Linked DNA regions of Oryzias latipes: region 2 is linked to region 1. A link is a contact called in public Hi-C data. All regions are on one chromosome and are shown on one strand. The core of a region is the stretch at or near the end of the contact, and the rest is flanking DNA. Distances in the headings are between cores, read along the strand shown. Region 1 holds the start of LOC101166191 (multiple PDZ domain protein-like). Region 2 holds the start of gtf2e2 (transcription initiation factor IIE subunit beta).

Region 1 (3,709 bases), core at 637-3,136:
ACCCTTTTTTTTTTTTTTACATGTTCTTGCTAATTTTTTTTTCTTCTTTCTGTAATGCAACCTATTATAAAACTGACCGATCAGATGCCGCACTGACTTTATATGAGACCTGGAAAGAGAGAGTATGATGTCAGTTCTGTTACAGCTTTTTTTTGTCATTCAAGCACCTCCTTGTTGGAGTCAGACATCATCGATAAGCAGTGATTGATCCGATTGCTTCTTACCCTAACCCTAACCCCTTCCACTTTGACGTTGAGGATTGATTGACAGATTCCGCGTAACCCACTTTCAAGTGGTAGGGATGTGGACTTCCGACAAGCTCACACCTAATTGGCAAGAGTGGTTGCCCCTAGAAACGATGACTCAGATCGACTCAGACTAATCACAGCTGACTGATAACGTCTGGTCCCAACGTGGCGGCGTCCATATCGTGGGAAAATGGCGACTGAATTGACTGCATGTGGTTGAAAGAACGATGTTTTCAATGGGTGAAGTTACACTCATTCTCATAACAATCCCAACCGGTGTCAGAGTTTAAGGTTAGCGGAACCTTTTTTTTTTTTTTTCCACGCAAACTTACCCATCACCTCCATTCCTCCAACTGGTCCAGATTTCAAGTTAGATGCAACACAAGCCGGTTGGTTTGCTGCAGTAACAAACAACAACAGAAGTTTCCTGGTGGGACATTTTTCCACATATTAACAACTAATTGTACAGTAAATCTCATTTAAAAAACAGTTTGCAACCCTCCCGGTTGTGCAAATCTATCTTTTCAGTTTCCTCGTAATTATTTTACATCTGTTTTCTCTGGCCTTTGGTATTTCTCCTCCGATGCCTGCAGCAATGCTTGTTTGCAAGCGCCTTGTTTGTCACCTATAATGCTCTTTAGTGGGATTTAAGTCTTCTGCAGAAAAAGGCTTTAGCAGCCAGTGATGGTAATTAAATGCGACAAAGCACGGCCTCCTGACCATTCAGACTTGAGGGAGAGAAAGAGACCTGTACAGCTTCAAAGCATGACACAAATATACCACTTGGGTTGCAAAACGCAGCCTGGAAATGATAACGTCTCATCTGAAATTTAATTAGGAGCCACTGATGGGCACCAGGGATATAGGAAGTGCTTATTCGCCCTTCGTAGGAGCCTAATGAAATCTGTAGTTTCATAATAACGCAGCAATACTGGCTGCCGGCAAAAATAATAATTAAAAAAATAGAAAAGGAGAAAAAAAAAGACAAATTACTGTCTTTGCTTCAGATTAATTTAATTAACAGTCAAATACTTTGATATTTCAATCCTGACATATTGCATTATCTGATCAGGTGATGGTGCGGAGCTTCATCTCACCTCCACCGCTGCGCCATTAGATGATCAACAGGTCCCTGCGCTCCTCTCCTCACCACAGACCGCGCGCCTCCGTCCCCCCAGGAGGAAATGATGCCTTCACCAGCGTGAGGAACGCCACACACACACATAAATATACACACACACTCTAGTGTTTCTAGGGGAATACAGCTGGAAAGGGGACGTGCGAGCACTTTTTTCCACCTCTCCGCTTTATTTCCAAACGTTATGTCCGCGCGGCTTGAGAGCGCACCGTGCCAGTGCGCATGAACCCACACACCTCCCCTCCCTCTGATCTTCAAAGTGCTCATCCCTGAGGGGCTGAGGGATCTGTCCATTCTAGAACCACACACACCCACATGTCGACAAACCTATTTTCTACACATTCTCTCATTGATTTAACCATTTCGGGGGGCCCTTTCATTTAAAAATATTTGTAAATCTAATGGGATCATGGAGCAGCAGCAGGTCCGGCTTCCAGTCATTTCTGCTGCTGGGAAACTGCTGTCACAAACTGTGGGTTGACTAAAGTTTGGTGTTAGGGGCAAAAAAAAAAAAAAAAAAAAAAAAAAAAAAAGAGGGGGGGGGGGGGGGGGGCACAAATGCATAAGTCATGAGGGACAACAAAAAACCGGAGCTGCAGTTCTGGTTATGATGCTGGAAATGCGCGCCGCCTCTGCGCGCCTTCCCTCGGCAGGTGGAGCCATAGGTCCAGACATTTGGACAAAAGGAGAGGTCCAGTTCCACGTTTCCCCCCCCTCCACTCCATCTCTTTCTCTTCCTGCACCCCCCCCCCCCCAAAAAAAAAAAAGGCAGGAATCATTGCCCCCTGTGCACCCCCATCCCCTCCACCTCCTCCACCCATCCCATCGCCGGAGCTTCGCTCTGATCAACGGAGCGTTCACCGGCGCCTCCAAATTGGTTTGTCATTTCTGACCCCGGCTCTTTGCGCGCGCGTGTGGACACCCCCCCCCCCCCCCCACACACACACACACACACCACCACCACCACCACCACCCCAGGACAGCCTGATATAAAGAACATACAGGCAGGAGTCGACAAGCATACAGTCAGAGGCAGGAAGGAAAGAAGGGGAGGGAGGACAGACAGACGAATAGAGAGGGAGAGAAAGATCCGCCTCTGTCCTCCTCCAAGCACTCGCTGCGCGCTGAGCGAGCCCGAACCGACGCGGCGATTCCTCCTCTTCCTCCTCCTCCTCCTGCTTCTCCTTCTGTGTGATCGGGATACCAAAACACGCAGCGGCTGGTTTATTCATGCCCCCCAGCTCTATCCCCCTTCCATGAAGGTCTGTCATTGTAGCAGCCAAAAAAGAATTCACGAGAGTTGAAGAACCATCGACCGAAGGAAGATTTTTCTTTTCTTTTTTTTTCTTCTTCTTATTTTTGGTGCGTTTTTGCGCCGCGGTGACTGGATGAACGCGCGCAGGAAAAGGTTATTCCTGACTCCTCTGCGCTAGATGTGTGCATCTATGTACCCCTTGCGCCTGGCGACACGGTAAGGACCCCGCTTGGATTTCATTTGTTTATTCAGTGTAATTTACAGCCACAGACACGCACAAAAAATAAAAAAAATCCTCCTGGCTGCGTGTCACAGCGCGTGCCTGCGTGACAGAGATGCTCTGAAAGCTGCGTGGCGGCGCTGACTTTGCCTGATGCCCATGGGAATGTGGCCTGCGAAATATTTCTCTAAAGGGATAACAATAATAATACTAATAATAATAAAAAAAAGGACCACTGCAATCCAGCCTCATGGATGTATGGGCTTCACGCGGAAGATGCTCCAGCGCGCCTGCATGCATGGGCGTCGCTCCGGATGGGAGATGTTGCCATAAGGTGAAGTAACAGGCAAATTGCCTCTCCAATCAATGCAATCGGACTGGCATGGCGCGCGCTCTCGCACCCCTCACATTTGATTCTCTTCATTTATTTATTTATGTGTTTGCAGCGTCTATCTGCTGCAGGCTGCAGTGACAAATCACATGGTTTGGTTTGATGGATGACAGATCAGCTCTCTCTTTTTTTTTTCTTTTCATTTTCTTACCCCCCCCCCTCCTTCTCTTTTTTTATTTTTTTATTTTCTGCGGCTGTCATTGGAGTATGCAGGAATCCATGTGAATCTGGAGGGGAAAAGCAGCATCCAGCAGCAGGACAGTGCACCTTTTAGGATCCGTCAATCACGCACATACAAGATTAAAGGCCCCTGGCTTTTATTTACAGTCAAAAAATTAAAAAAAAAAAAGCTTCTTGGGTTGCAGATGACCTTGTGAAGCAGAAAAAGAAGTACCAAATCAGATGAAACGAGCAGGAAATGGGCTAATGATTGTCTAAATTCACACTAATTGTTGGC
Region 2 (3,778 bases), core at 1,042-3,541, 290 kb after region 1:
TGATGTTGAGCTATTTTCCTCTGGAGATGAGCCATTCCCACTCATGGATGAGGAGTGTCTGGAAAGATACGCAGTGACATTAACCAAATGGAAAGCGTAAAGTAAAGGGAGAAAAAGGATGGGAAAAATATTCATTACTGTACCAACAAATGTAGCATATAGTTGCATGTTTTTAAGTAGATTTTAAAATGCTGAATGAGTTCTCTCTGTGGTAATTGCAACTAGGATTGAACTGGATAAAAAAATATATACATCTTTGAAAACCCTGTGATTTCTAAAACAAACTTAATTAGACTTCAATGTGTTTTTATGTACAGCCTCATTAATAACACATATTTCTGTAGAATAAATAGAATATAGCTCACATTCCCATGCCTGCAGACTGAAATAATGAGGGAATGATGGGTAATTGTTTGGGATTTATGAAATTCAGGGAACTTAGAGTCAAAAAAGCGGCTGGATGGCTGAATGCAGGACTGGTTTGTGGAAAACCAGGGTTCATTTCCCAGGGGGCACGATGAGCTGAATCCAGTGTGGGTCCTTAGGTAAAACCCTACGCGGTAAGTCCCCCTGTGCCGGGTCCCAAGCCCGGATGAAATACAGGCTTGTGTCAGGAAGGTCATCCGGCGTTAAAAAAAATCTCTGCCGAACCACCTGTGCAAATCAGTGAAAGCTAATTCGCCGTGGCCACCCCCTGAAGGGAAACGCCGAAAGGTGAACAACAAGGGAACTTGAGGTCAAATAAGGAGAATCAGTTACAGAGTATGAAACCACAAACATGAGAACTTTTAAACCAGTTTAAATGTAATCTTCATGTTTTTCTTTCCTTTTTTACGCCTATTTATACTTTATCCTTGTTTGCTTTGTCCTTTCAAATGAGAGAATAAGACACTGAAGCCAAATTCCTTGTATATGCCCTCATTATTCGCTAATAAAATTGATTACTAGTCAGAGAAAAAAAAGGGAAAGTAAAATTATTTTTAGTATTATTTCTGTTTACAGTTTGGGGTTTGTTACCTCCAAACTGTCACTGTGTCAGAGTTACACTGCATTACATGACTTTATTACTTATAAAGTAATAATAAAGGGAAAGTAAAATTATTTTTAGTATTATTTCTGTTTACAGTTTGGGGTTTGTTACCTCCAAACTGTCACTGTGTCAGAGTTACACTGCGTTACATAACTTTATTACTTATAAAGTTATGACTCGTAATCAATTATTACTTATAGCGTTCTTTGTAAGACCTACAGAAGTAGAGGAAGTGACAAGGTACTGTCAAGCATTTCACTCTAAGACAAATGGCGATAAGCTTTAATAATCATTAAGTGAAAGTACAGGAAGCAGAATCACAGCTTTTTGTTGTTAAAATAAAACTATGAGTCATCTACCTAAATGGATAACAGAGTGACAGGAGAACCGTAGGGGTCTGTTTACCTCAGGAAAAGTGGAGCTGTCTATTAAATAATGATTCCAATCACCACACTTTGTCAAAAATAACTGATCAGATACATTTTTTTCTTCAAGAAAAAAAAAAAAAAAAAGATAAACACATTTGTTCAAGAAATCAAAAGTTAAATTATTGTTTCTAAGCTAAAAGTGATGAACCATGAGTTTATAAAGATATTTTTAGCAGAGTTTTTTTGTTCATGTGTTCTCGTCTCATTACTAAGTATGTAATGACTTTAATGTCATAGTAATGCTTTACACCCCTTTAGAACTGCAAAAGGTATGCTATCGTAATGTATTTTGTAACTACGTGCTGTAGGCTCCTCTACAGTAAAAAGAAAAAAAAAGGCTTTAAATTAAAAATATTATTCAAAAATAAATCCTGGAACTTTATTAACATTTCACTTAAGTGTTTCATCTTTTAACAAGAAATGAGATTAAACTTTATTGGTCAAAGCACAAAATTTGGCAAAGAAAACTTGTAAAGATTATGTTTATAATCGAAATGGCAATCACACCACAATGCAAAACAGAACATATTACAGTCAGGTGTTGGAAATAATACTTTTAATGTCTTATTACAAACTGTTGGTTATAATAATATCCAATAATTTTCAGTTTAAAAACTGAAAATGTTGGGGGAGAAACATTTGCTGAAACTATTTAATTGTTTTTAAACGTTCCGGCAAGAATTAAAAACTGTGAAACAGAACACTCATTATTTTAGCTATAGTTTCAGAATCCCTAACCAAAATAGCTCTCTTGCCTGAAATAAGTTGACTGTCCTCCAGTCCAGTAGGTGGCGATGTTGAGCTACACAGCTGCGGGTTTTTGCTTGCACGCGGAAGACGTCACCCAAGGAATAACATACGATAACGATAACCGACAACTCGAACACTAAACGAAACAGTTACATGATGGATACAAAAATAATACTTTTTTATTAGAAAGTAAGCTTGAGTTTACTTAAGCTTAAAATTGTCTTTCTATTTCACTTTTTAGTTTATAAATTAGTCTATCGGGACTTATTCGCCACTTTCTGGAAAGAAGAACTCAACAGTAGCAGGTAACGTTGACATGCTAACACTAGGATTAGCATCACATTAGGTGTTAGACAATGCGGGAACATTAATTAGCGGTTATGTGGGTCATGCTGTCACGGGATTCGGTTCTTTGGGGAAACTGGACTCTAAAGGTTCATCTCGATGACTTTTAGCTGCTTATATGAAGTTTTTTTTTTCCCGATAAACTGAAGAAGAAGCTAATCGGACAAACAGCGAACTTCTGTTATATATATGTTTAAATATGTTTTGAGTTGAGTTTTTAGTCCACTGTTTCTGTATTAAGTGTATTTCTTTGGTCACTGTTAATGTAGTAATTCCATGTCTTTGGCCCATATTGTCAGTAGAAGAACCGAACACAATTATTTTTGGCACAAATGGAACACCGTAGTTTTGAAGAACAGAATCCTGTCGTGTCAAGACAATGTTTTAACATCAAATCTAGTTACTAATAATAATCCTTATGCTCTACTTAATATTTGAAGAAAAAATAGTAAAACAGCTGCATCACTGATTAGATTGAGAAAAGAACCAGGTAAACATACCAGGTATAATAGATATGCATGGAGATGATGCACCTCACTGTTTCAGTATTATATTTATTTCATAAATTATATTTAATTTAAACGTTTGAAGCTTAGTAAAACTGCATTTTATCCAGCCTTTTCTGTGTTTACATGCTTTTGTCCACCAGCCTGGATGGATCCAGCTCTGCTTCGCGAGAGGGAGCTGTTTAAGAAAAGAGCTCTCTCCACGCCGGCTGTTGAGAAGAGACCAGCTGCATCAGACTCTGGATCCCACAAGAAGAAGAAGCCCAAGTTAGACAAGGAAGGCTCCTCTGGCTCCAAACACAGCACTGGTAGGTCATGCTTTATATCTGGTTACTGAGCTTCTCCTGGACGTGCCACAAGCTGCTCCGCTCCATTCTGATAAACCCACTTGCAGACAAATGGATCCATGTACGTCTTTGTTTTCCTCGCCTGGGCTGCCATCTGGCGTAAACCTTAAGTTTGCTCACCAATGTTGGGTTGGGTGTGTGAGAGGCTGTAAGCTTATGAGAGAGGATATGCAGAGAGCTCAGTAATGGATGACTGGAAGGGGGGGTAGGGTTGCTCCTTACAGCGCCGCTGGTCCCACTCGCAACTCAGGTGAAATTCCAATGAACTACTGCCACCCTGCAGAAACTATGTCCTAGAAAAACGACCCAGATTTTTTTAATTTTTAGCTAAAAATGACCTTCTCCTAAGTAAAAGACCAATGGAAACGCTTT

What was found. A called contact is a pair of places that touch in the nucleus more often than the background predicts.
Region 2: a Hi-C map of embryo shows a contact between it and region 1, with 1.8 times the contacts expected there. The contact joins the promoter of gtf2e2 here to the promoter of LOC101166191 in region 1. A contact is called at or near these places in 2 of 5 Hi-C or Micro-C datasets (embryo and fibroblasts).

What each region holds. Positions count from the first base shown.
Region 1 is chr1:11,651,493-11,655,201 of ASM223467v1, forward strand. LOC101166191 (multiple PDZ domain protein-like) reads right to left here and starts at 1,887. Exons shown (of 43, transcript XM_023956128.1): 1 at 1,346-1,887; 2 at 581-646. The coding sequence starts at 593. LOC101166443 (adhesion G protein-coupled receptor L3) reads left to right here and starts at 2,395. Exons shown (of 25, transcript XM_023956148.1): 1 at 2,395-2,857.
Region 2 is chr1:11,936,123-11,939,900 of ASM223467v1, forward strand. gtf2e2 (transcription initiation factor IIE subunit beta) reads left to right here and starts at 2,292. Exons shown (of 8, transcript XM_004065721.4): 1 at 2,292-2,513; 2 at 3,203-3,367. The coding sequence starts at 3,208.